Linked DNA regions of Mus musculus: region 1 is linked to region 2. The links are chromatin contacts, called in public Micro-C maps. All regions are on one chromosome and are shown on one strand. Each heading gives the region's core, a stretch centred on a gene start, on an enhancer-like site or on the middle of the called end of the contact. The rest is flanking DNA. Distances are from core to core; before and after follow the strand shown.

Region 1 (5,639 bases), core at 1,933-4,432, 260 kb before region 2:
TTTTTTCTTGAAAATAATTTTATTTATGTAATTTCAGGCCTGAGAAATTTGAAAGGGCTCAGGGTTGCCTGGATTTAGCTGTAAGTAACTGTGCAGTCGTGAGCTCGCATGAGGATGCATTTGGACATGAAAACCTAAAGTTGGCAGGATCTTTTCTCTCCTCTTTTGTCTCTCCTGGTTGATTTGGGCGCGATTATAATCAGGAAATAGTTTGAATGTGCTAGGACCCTGATGATTCCTAATTCCGGCTGTCACGTGCACCAGCCACTCCTGCTCCTCCTCGGGAAGAACTGAAGAGGCAGCTGATGCAAGTTGCCTTTTCAGACCGAGGAGAACTGGTGCACGCCTAGCTCACCTGGCCACTAGGTGGCACTGCAGCCACAAGGAAGTGTGGTCACAGTTACATAGTTCGGCTGTGCCATTAAGGAAGTCCTCCAAGGCTCAAGATGGGAAAAGGACAGCCTGTGTGTCTCTGACCTCCCTGGATGGCATGGCTCTTCGGAGCTTGCTGCATGCTCCGTGTGTCAAGGCTGCTGCAGGCAAAGAAGCTTATTTGGTTAGGATGTGAGGTTTGCCATCCGTGCCATGGTGTGCGCACTTGTGAACATTGAGGATTTGTTGGGACCCGTGCTAGTTGAAGTGAGAAGTGGGTTCTGAGCTGTAGTCTTTGCTCCAGCTGGACGACAGATGGTCTCCTGACCCTACCTTTTTCTTTGGTGTTTATGTACTGGAAATGTTCTCTTCACAGCGACGGCAGAGTTCTGGAAGCTGGGAAATGTCACAGCATCTCTCTGTGTGCCAGCCTTCTCCTTCCAGTTGTTTCCTCTGTTTCTAACCACTGAGAAAAATATATTATCTTCCAGAGGAGTGCTTTCTACTTTCCCTTTTACAAACAGAAGTGGAATATGTGAATCCTAAAAGCCTCATTCCTGCCTCAAAGGAGATTCTAGTAAGAGTATCAAACATTAAAAAAAAAGAGGAAAAACAATTTGCTTTCAAAATACAAGAATTGTCAATTTTTTAGCAATTTGGACAGGGAATCAGTAGATTTGGCCTAATTGGTGAAAGCTTTGCTATTGATCAACATTGAAAAGTGTCTGGTGAAATGAAATTTCCTATCAAAATAACACTAGGAAAAGCTGCTTAAGAGTTCTCCCACAAATAATAGAGTAGAAACAGCAATGGCTGTGCCTGTTGAGATCCTACTATGTGTCAGACAGTACTGTGTAGCCTAAGTCTGTGAAATGGCTATTATTATTTAGCATGTAAAGACATGGCTGTGGTCTTGAGTCAGCCCCTGGCTTGGGCTCTAATGGCTTCAAAGCTCCATAGAGAACTATACCTGTTGGTTTGTGACCCATGTGTGTCATTGTTTGTGAAATGGCTTGGTAAGGGGACATGAAGGTAGAGACAGTCAACACTGCTTCTCATTGGAGCCCCTGGGTTGCTGTAGAGACTGGCTTGTTCATAGTCGGACTTCAGTACACACTTGTTCAACCCACAGATAAAACTACCAGGGAGCTGGGTTATCTCACGGTGTTGAAACAAACGACTCTGTCTGCTCTGATGTGTAGAAGACTGGGATAGCTTCAGAGATGTGTGTATCTTTCCAAGTTGGAAGGATGGGGACTGATTTGATTTCAGTCAACCTATCCTTAGTCTTGAGCTCACTGGGGTGGCCAGTATCACTGAATTACAGCATGAGGCACGAAGACTAAGAACCTTCTAGAGCCTTGGCTGCTAGAGTCCAGGTTGTCTGATTTGGGTTAAAGGGTGGTTAGTGAGGTTCCATGGAGAACGTTAACTCTTAAAATTTCAAATCTTATATATAATGAATAATAGCCACATTTTAAAAGATTGATGTGATCCACATTCCTAAAAAAACAAAAAAACTAGATAATTAGCGTAATTTGGAGGGGACATGAGAAATGAGAGACATATAGAATCTATTTCACTTAAAAATATCCATGTTAACAAAAGAAGACAAGAAAACAGGAATGAGCTTGCTGGGAAGAAAGGGGGAGTCCAGGGAGAGTGGATAAGAGGGGGGAGAATATGATCAGAATACTGCGTATATGTAAGTGTATATGAATGCATGAAATTGTGAAAATAAATAAAAAGTTTTAGTTACAACAAATGTTCATTCTAGAAAAATGAGCGATTATAGAAGAGCAGACTGAAATAAGATAAGTCACCATTTTTGTTGAGAGTTAGAGATGTACATCATAATGTATATAAATATGTTTATATATATACACACACACAAACAATATATGTATATATTGTTGTGCTTATGTGATTTTAAAGAGAGATTATGCTTTGTAATTTGCTTTTGAAGAGCAATAGATTGTATACATTTTATGTGTCAGTAAATTATTACCATGTCGTAATTTTTAATGACTGCAGAGTGACCTACCAGATGAATATATCATAATTTATTTCACCAGCCCCAATTCTTGGCCCTTTGGATGGTTTCCAGACTTGAACTGCAATAGAAACATATGTCAATGAAATATCTTTTACTAAGTATCTTTATGCAGTTGGCCTTGACCCACGTGGGACCCAAGCAGGTGATTAGGGAAGTTAGCCGAGAGGTAGAAGCTGGTCACCGACCACCTCTTTTGGCCTCACCAGTGTAGGTCACAGAATATATCTGGTGGCAGTGACCACTGTGTCTCAGGGAGACTTCTGGGAGTCCTTCAGGAGCAGAGCAAAGCTATGCCTGGAAAGGAAGCCAAGTTCAAAACAGGCCGATCCAGTGAAGTCCTTAGCCCTGCAAGTGGGACTCAGACCATGGCTCCCTCTCTTGCTTTTCTTCTCTAACATACTATCTCCTCAGTTCCCTTCCTGGTTTTGTGACCTTTTCCCTTTCATTTCTTCCCTACCCAACAGTTATTAATACTTCTTCACTTCCTGTCTTCACATTTCTCTTCTTGTGACTCCCTCCCTGTTTGAGTGGGTTCATCTCTCACCGCCTGTTAACTCTGGAACCCCAGTCTCCTGAGTATTCTACTGTCTACCAAATGCTGGGCATTCACATTCTGGAAGCTTCTAATGGGAGACACTGCTTTCCATGGGCTAAGATTTTTACTCATCTGGTTCATTGCTTGTTACACTGTTATCTCTCAAACCTTGCCAAGTCTATCCAGCGAGCTCTGCGTGTTTGGCATCGTGCCCTTGCCTCTAGGCACCACCTCTTCCCCAGTTCTTACTCATGTCACCTTTTGCCTGGGTGGTTGCGGTGGCCCCATATGGTCCCATTGCCTCCCTGCCATGGCCAAGGTATCTTGCACAGGCTTGGCAAACTTATCTTCCCAGATAGGTCACTGGACTGTTCCCTTCAAGACTCTCAGTAATTTGACCTCAAAGTACCTCCTGGCCTTGGCTACCCTCTTTTTCAGAGTTAAGAGTCTAAACCAGTATCCTGATTATGCTAGGCAAGGGCTCTCTGCCTCTGAGCTACAACCCTCTTGGTCCCATTTCTCTAATGTGTCCGTCATAATTCAGCCCATCTGAGCTCCTTTCTACACTCTTTGCTCATGATTGTCTCCGAGCTGGGACAAGGCCTGCTTCTGCCTTTTAGGATCTTAAAGCACAAATGTGACCTCTTCCAGGAAGCCTTGCTTGGTTTCTGAAGCCAAAAGTGACTGGGTCCCTCTTGCACATCCATTTGCCACTGACCTGAAACATATACTGTGGCTAGATTGCTTTGTGGCTTAGGTCCCATTTCAGACTTTAATTTCTATGTGGATAGGAATCTGAATCCTTCTCCTCTCAGGTCAGCCTCCGTCTCTCTCTTAACTCAGGTCTTACCCCTATTGCACGTTCTCAGAGACGACTGTTTTCGCAGATAAATGAATGGGGGACTTAAGGTACTTTATCTCAGTGTTTGTTGGGCACATAACCACACTATAAAGCAAACTCTAAGGGCTCCGTCTTGCGCAGCACACCCTCCTAACCTGTGTTTGAAAGAGCAGTTTTCTTCCTGGGCCTTCTCCTCGAAACATGTCCTGGCAACACGTGTGAATGGGATTCAAAAGTAGCTGCTCAGAAGGCCAGTGGAATTGTCTGGAGAGTTCTACTTTTGTAAGCGGGAACCCTTTTCTCTGTCCTTAAAATACACTCTGCCCCATTCCTAGTGGAAAGGTCACAAGACCAGAGCCAAACAAGTCGGAAACAGTTGGCCTCTGCTACCTAGAAACCGTGTAATCCTGGGCAACTTTTGTTACTTGTGACAAAGTGATGACTACCAAGTTACTTAAAAATTGCGTTTGGCTGTTGGTCCCAGACATTTGAGATGGTGACTTGGGAATGAAAAGATTTATTTTCTTTCTTGTAATAGTCTGAAGATAACCCAGAGTTCCTAGGAAATTGTGACCTCAGCTCTTACTATTTTTTATTTTTATTTATTTATTTATTTATTTATTTATTTATTTATTTACTATTTTTGCCCTTGGATACACACACACACACACACACACACACACACACACACACACACATTGTTCATATACAAGGTGGCCCCACAGGCCAACATGGCTGCATGAACTCATGTGTATTTTTCTTAATAATAAGAACACAAAAATGTTTTCCTTACAAATTCTACCCAACAGCTTTAGTTTAGTGATGACTCACTGCCTGGTCCCAAAACATAATAAAAATATATAGGGACTTTAAAAATATCTATCCTTAGCCCCAATGCAAATAAGTTAAATCAGAATGTGTGTGGCTGGGGTACAGAGTCAGTTTGTTTGTTTGTTTGTTTATTTATTTATTCATTTATTTATGAGACAGGGTTTCTCTGTGTAGCCTTGGCTGTCTTGAAACTTACTCTGTAGCCCAGGCTGGTCTCAAACTCATAGAGATCCGCCTGCCTCTGCTTCCCAAGTGCCAGGATTAAAGGCATAATCACCATTGCCCATCTCAGAATCAGAATTTTGATAGAACACCCCAGACGATTTGCTGATACAGTCAAGGCTGAGGACCACTGACCTAGGGAGAGTATGTGCTTATTCATTTCAAGTCAGGACCCCCCCTCGAGAGGGAGAAGGGACAAATGAGTAAACTGAGCTTGGGACAAATGATATAAGCTGAGCTTATCCCAGGTGAACTCAGAGGGTCAGTGAGCAGAATTATCCCTCACCTTGCCCCCATCTCTCTACAGTGGCTAGACACACAGCTTTAATCTTCCTCTATCCTGGAAAGAGAGAGAATGGGAGAAAAGATATTAGCTGAGCACACAGCACTCTACTCTCTCCCCACCCAGGCTCTGGGCAGCATGTGCTAAGCGACAGGAAATCATTTTGTAAGATGCAAGTACTTGAGGGATATATCTAGAATAGTAGATTAGCTGGATCTACTCTAGGAATTGCACCCAGAAGGGCACTAGTTTGACTTCACTCAGATCCTGGTGGATTAACTTAGTGCCTTATCTTAACTAATGCTAACAGGAGGATGGCAGCCCTTGCCTCCAAGTATGGACTTTGAGATGGACCAGAATAGGTTCAAACCCCAGCCCCGCTTCCTCCCTTGCTCCTTGCTAGAATGGTCATTTATCTTTTCTAAATCTTTTGCACTGAAAAATATGCCTGGCCCCTGGGGTGTTTACACGGAACTAAAATGCACAGCCAGGATGGCTC
Region 2 (5,901 bases), core at 3,326-5,825:
AACAAACAAACGACAAACCAGGTACAGTGGTACACACCTATAATCCATCACTTGCTGTACAAAGGTGGTGGATCTCTGTGAGTTTGAGGCTAGCCTTCTAAATGTGAGTTCTAGGATAGCCAGAGATACATAGTGTGACCCTGTCCCAACATCCCCAACACACACACACACATTTATAAAGTACATTTTGACCCCATATTGACAGCTCCTGTAGCAGTCGTAATGTTTGTGCTTTCACTGTTGCTATGGTTAAAAGCAGTCACAGTGTCCTTCCGGTTCTTCACACATCTGAGGCATGCTCCTGACTCAGACACTTAGCACCCGCTACTCCATCTCTCTGGAAATGGCGTCCTTTGCACGTCCACCAAATGGGTGTCAATGTCTGCACCTTTCTTATATCTTGTTCAACCACCCACACAAAATGGCATGATTCCCAGGGGGATCTTCTTTGACCACCACTACCACTTTAAAATTACAGCTGCAGTTCTCTTTCCCCCTTCTCAGCTTACACTTTCCTGTAGTAGTTAGAACCTCCTCATGTAATGCGTTGCTCTACTTGTTTATCAGATCTTCATATGTAAGATGTCAGGAGGACAGCACATTGTACTGTGTTTTCTCTTTTGCTGCAACCCCAGAGCAGCAGGACCTGGAACACTTCACCAAGGTTGGTTCCAATTTCTATGTGTGGAGCCAGTCACCCCTACATAACATCAGGCAAGATATTTAGGTCACACAACCTTAGAAGCACATGTAGACTGTGGTTTGCCAACTCTCTTATAACAAATACAAGAGAGAGAAGTTCTTTGAAAGTCTTAGGGAAGCTTCACAAGGTAGTTTTATGAATCCTTAGTTTGAGCTCAAAGACAGGTTTTTTAACCTCTTTTTTGTAGTAGATTTTGTTTTTGTTGTTCTGATTAAAAGCCGAGTCCCCCTTTCCTGGTGTTTGTTTTTAGGACCTGTTGGTATGAGGGGTTTTCCAATTTTCACTGAAGTAAACTGACTATCTTCCTTTCAGACAGTCACATCCCTAGATCCTGATTGGAGTGAAAGTACCACTTTATTTTTTCAGGAGTCTACGTGCTTTGCACTCAAGTAAGTAAGACATTCCTTCCTTTCCCAGGCCGTCTCTCATTTGTATTTTTGATACCACAGTGGGGATTCAAGGATGGTAGCTGGTCCTCTGGCCATGGTAATATATGAAGGGGGAGCCTTTCTTCCATTTTCTCTATATCCCCCATTTTTACTTCATGAAGTAATTTCTTGCATGGCATGCTCTTTGTCTCTACTTTGCTGGCAGTCCCTACTCATTATTTTGAGAAGTACGAAGCAGTGTCGCTGGTTAGGAAACCACAGATCTGGAAAGGAACTGTATCAGCATGGTTGACTCCTGATCAATACCCACTTTGGTGATAAGACTTCACACCTCCCCGTGTCAGATGTATAGCTGTTAAGAACCTGGAGGGCTGGGTGAGCTCAATACAGCAACTTTCCTAACGTGAAGCTCCTGAGGCCTTTGGCCAAGGCTTGTTCTTATGCCTCTTGAATGTACCACTGATTTATGAGCCACTGAGGGCATGGTCAACATTGTATGAAGGTTTCTCTGGATGGGGTGGGGGGAGGACTTCTTTCCATTTCCCCACATTTAAAAAAATATGTCTTTTCTTTTCATGTATTTATGATGTATATGCAGGTGTCCCTAGAGGACAGATGAGGGTCTACTACATCATTAGGAACTGGAGTTGAAGGTAGTGATGAGGGGCCAGATGTGAGTGTGAGGAGCTGAACTCAGGTCCTTTGGAAGAGCAGGAAACGCTCTCAAACTGCTGAGCCATCTCTCCAGCTTCTCTTTTGGCTGCTTTGCTTCCTAACTGACTGCTCTAAGGATCCTAATTCAGCAGGTCCTGGTGGCTCTAAAAGCTGTTTAAAGCCCATACACGGTGATTATTTCTCTCTGGAGGTCTCTTAACTCTTTATTGGTCTTTTGGTTAGGAGAATTATCTAATATGGTTCAGAGGAAAGAGAACAGTGGAAATCTGGCCTGCCAAGAGGACCCTCTTCATCTCTGCTGGAGGGGATTGTGTCTATCATTGTTTTCTTTTGGGGGAAGGGCCTAGGGAGACAGAAGCCACGTTGCCAACACACCTCTTGCTTGCTTCTGAGGATAAGTACGCTTGGCAGCAGCTGAGGATTTGAAAGAGTTCTCCTGTCACGCCTCTCGCAGCCATGTGAGCACAAAGAAAGAGAGTCACCTTTCTTTGTCTCTCCGTTTTCATCAGAAGAGTCCTATTTTTAGGATGCTGGCATATAGTCCAGCATCTCTCCCAACTAGGGGCTGGCACTCCTTTTAGGACATTTTGGAGGCATGGATGGAATCCGACGAAGTTGAGGGCACAGTGTATTATCCTTTTCTGGTTGTGCATGGACTTGGAGAAAGTGCTATTTTCAGAATGTCTTCAACATGGCATTGTCCAGAGATCGGCTACAAAATCACGGCTCCTCAGCGTTGCTGCGAACAAAAGAAATCCCTTGTTCTTGTCTTGAGGCTGTGTGATTACAGGTCCTATGATCAGATAGGTGACCCAAGACGAATGCCTTCCCGAATATAACTCAAGTTTATCTATAGCTGTCCCCACCTTTATCTGTGCATATGTCCTTAGCGTTTGAAGAGGGATTTATTTTCAGCCTTGGCCTCCACCATGCTTTGTTTACCCCTGGGATTGGGACTGAGGGCGAACACACTCTCTCACCTGTTCTCTTATGCCCCCATGTCTCTTGCAGCCAGATGGCAAGCAGGCAGACATTGTGGGCAGCTTTTGGCTCCTGACTCAGCAATCCTGTCCATATGATCTCTCGAGCAGTAAGACAGGAGACGGGCCTGTCTGTGCTAGGTCTCTGCGTATCTCAGCACCTAGCTCTGCTTCTGGGGAATGGAGCAGCTTGTTTGAGTTGAGTGGGTAATTTAGAGAAAGGCGTTCCACCAAGTCTTTAGATACCCTTGCTTTAGGGATTCGATTTTTTTTTAATCCCATGGAGCCATCCTGGACCAGAGTGTCACACAGTCCTCTTTTGGTGTGAACTCACTTTGCTTATTTATGCTCATACATGACTGCTTCCCTTGGGTGTCACTGAGTGTGTCCTTTACCTGTTCCACATGCTCAGGTGTTTATTTATGTGTGAAGGGAGAGCATAAAATAAGTGCTCAGCCATGGAAGGGGACACACAGGAGTCTAATGCACACTGTCAAATGTCCTCAGAGCCAGGAGAATGACAAGGATTACATTGGAATTTTGTGGATTTGCCATGAAGTGCCCATCATTTAGTACTGTATCAATTAATAATACGAATCTATTCTGTGGCTTGAGAGATGATGGTTCAGTGCTTAAGAATGCTTATTGTCCTTGCAGAGCTTCCCAGTGTGCTTCCAAGCACCCCCCTGGGCAGTCTGCAAATGCCTGTAATCAGCTCCGGGACATCTGAGACCTCCTTCTGGCCTCTTTGAGCACCCACAAGCATGTGTGAATACCCACATAGATATGCACGTATATGTAAAATAAAATATAAATCTTTTAAAAGTCTACTTCCCTTTCCATTTATGCTTTTAAAATCCTTATTTCCTCAATCAGTTTGTATTCTTTTCACAGATTCATTCATGTTTGTTGATTAAAGCAAATAATCTTCCAGCAAAGTAAAATGGAAGGAAAAAGAAAGAAAGCATGGAAAAAAGGAAGAAATAAAGGAAAGGGAAGGAAGGAAGGGAGGAAGGGAGGAAGGGAGGAAGGAAGGAAGAAAGAACCTGCAAAGTTATTAGAAGTCTCTGACAATGGAGGAAACCTACCTGTTAACTTGCTTCAGATAAAATAGTTTGACACACTTTGCATCAGGGAAGAAACACTGCCCTGGAGAAGTCCACAGTGTCGGAGGGGACACATTGCTAATGGAAGCTAGCTTCCCTTGGTAGATCACAATATACAGCTCCAAACACAAGAAGTTAAAAGAGGTGCTGGATTGAGGCCACTGAGTGTCTTGCAGGTTAAAGGAGCAAGTCTCAAAATCAATACTCTTGCTTAATAGACAGTCCCTGCTGGGTCCTCAGACAGCGAGAGATGTATTCATATGCACACACTAGGGTTTTTGCATTCAGGTGAATTTCTGGATTTCTTTTGGGATTTCTACCTGAATTGAATCTGTGGGCCGAAGGGAAAGATGAGCATTCAAATGTTCAAAGGCCTTTGTACTGTGAGGGAAAAGAAAGACACACATGCACATAAACACACACATACATGCGAGCACACATACACACACACACACACACACACACACACACACACACACACACACACACACAGAGAGAGAGAGAGAGAGAGAGAGAGAGAGAGAGAGAGAGAGAGAGAGAGAGAGAGAGAAAATTCTCTTTGATTTCTTAACCCAGGATTTTGTAAGGCTGGGAAGACGTTAGTGATTTATAGCAGAGAACACTTTTCACATGACGAAGTTGGTTACTCCTAGGCACATGCTCTGGGGTTTTTACCAGGAACAACCAGAGGCCCCAAAACAAACAGCCCTAAAGGATTTGTGAACAGGAAGTGTACCTTCCCTTGTTGACCTTAACTTATATGTTGAGTAAACATGTTCCCGTTCTGCACCCTAGTGTATCCAAGGCAGCTACTTGGACTGTGTCCAGTTGTCCCTTTGGTTGTGGTTCTTAAAACTGCCAAGAATTGGAGCTAGAGAGATCTGACTCAACTAGAGACACTGAATTGGAACAGGCTGTGGATGGATAGGCACACTTCTTGGGTCTCAGGTCAGTCACCTGATCTTCCAGGGGATCAAGAGGGGCACACATGACTTGGTGGCCCCAGTGGATTGTAGTTTAACTACAGACCTGGCAGTGTGTTTGTTGATCTAACTTTTGGATGTTTGGTAGCTGGTTTAATCTAGTGAGCACACAGCCCAGGGGTGTGGGCAGTTCTATATTCAGAACCTTGGCGTCCCCGGTGATGCTAGCCTTCTGGTGTTTCGGCTTCCTTTTGGCAAGGAACCTGACAGATGCTTGTGTGACAACACAGCAACAGTTCTGAGAAAATTTCTGTAAGATGGCTTTTGGGGCGGGTTGAAGTTAGTAACTAGGATCATTTTTTTTTATCAGAGAGTTATTTGACTGTTTTACTTATGCATGAGCTTGAGAAAATGGGAGTAGATAGTACGTGCTTGTTTGGATAACCCTCCAGGGAAAGGATTTTGTAAAAATCTTTGGCTTTTAGGCAATGATCTCCTGCTTGACCTCTTGTTTGTGGCTTAGTTACCCTGAACTTAGGATGAAGCGTGAAGCTGCACATGGCCGGAAGCCATTTCTATTCTCTAGGCTCTTAAATGTGAACCTATATTCCTACATTCGCTGTGCTATGATCTTAATGTGTTTTTTCATTGCATATATATACATATACATACATATACATACACACACACACACATATATATATGCATGCTGTGCACAGTATTGTATTCTAAGTTCACTTTCACACAAATATACATCGTATATTGAACATGTTTCTGTCCCCATGCCTGCTACCCTTCCCTTCTACACTCCTCTCCACTCTTCTTACTTTCCCCCTGTTCCCCTGGATTGTTTTGCTTCTACTCTCATGCGGTATAGACATACACCCATGGTTTTATGTAGCTGTACTAAAACTAGGGGTGGACCAGCAGACTGGGCTGGGTTTCTGAATTTTGGAAGGTGACTTCCTGCTTCTTTATCTCAGCAACTTTAGGTAGTAGATCTTGATGCATTTGTTACCTTTGTGTTTCTATGAGATGGGCCTGGGGAGGATGGGATGAGAGGGAGCCAGAATTCCTTGAAGGTCTGTATTCTATTGAATCTGATTGCTTTGGTGTTTCCTAGCC

The links. Hi-C and Micro-C count contacts between places; a contact is called where the count stands out from the background.
Region 1: a Micro-C map of brown adipocytes shows a contact between it and region 2, with 4 times the contacts expected there. The contact joins two enhancer-like sites. A contact is called at or near these places in 3 of 484 Hi-C or Micro-C datasets (brown adipocytes, cerebral cortex and embryonic fibroblasts).

What each region holds. Positions count from the first base shown.
Region 1 is chr5:52,059,959-52,065,597 of GRCm38.p6, reverse strand. It overlaps a transcript of Ppargc1a not described here. Among named protein-coding and RNA genes, the nearest start is that of Gm40302, 68 kb to the left of the region's middle. Within about 2 kb of position 3,182, at least 8 of the 459 cell types and tissues checked have an H3K27ac peak or open chromatin away from gene starts, as enhancers often do. A contact at or near this core is called in brown adipocytes, where this site is marked.
Region 2 is chr5:51,798,570-51,804,470 of GRCm38.p6, reverse strand. It overlaps a transcript of Ppargc1a not described here. Among named protein-coding and RNA genes, the nearest start is that of Ppargc1a, 250 kb to the right of the region's middle. Within about 2 kb of position 4,575, at least 18 of the 459 cell types and tissues checked have an H3K27ac peak or open chromatin away from gene starts, as enhancers often do. A contact at or near this core is called in brown adipocytes, where this site is marked.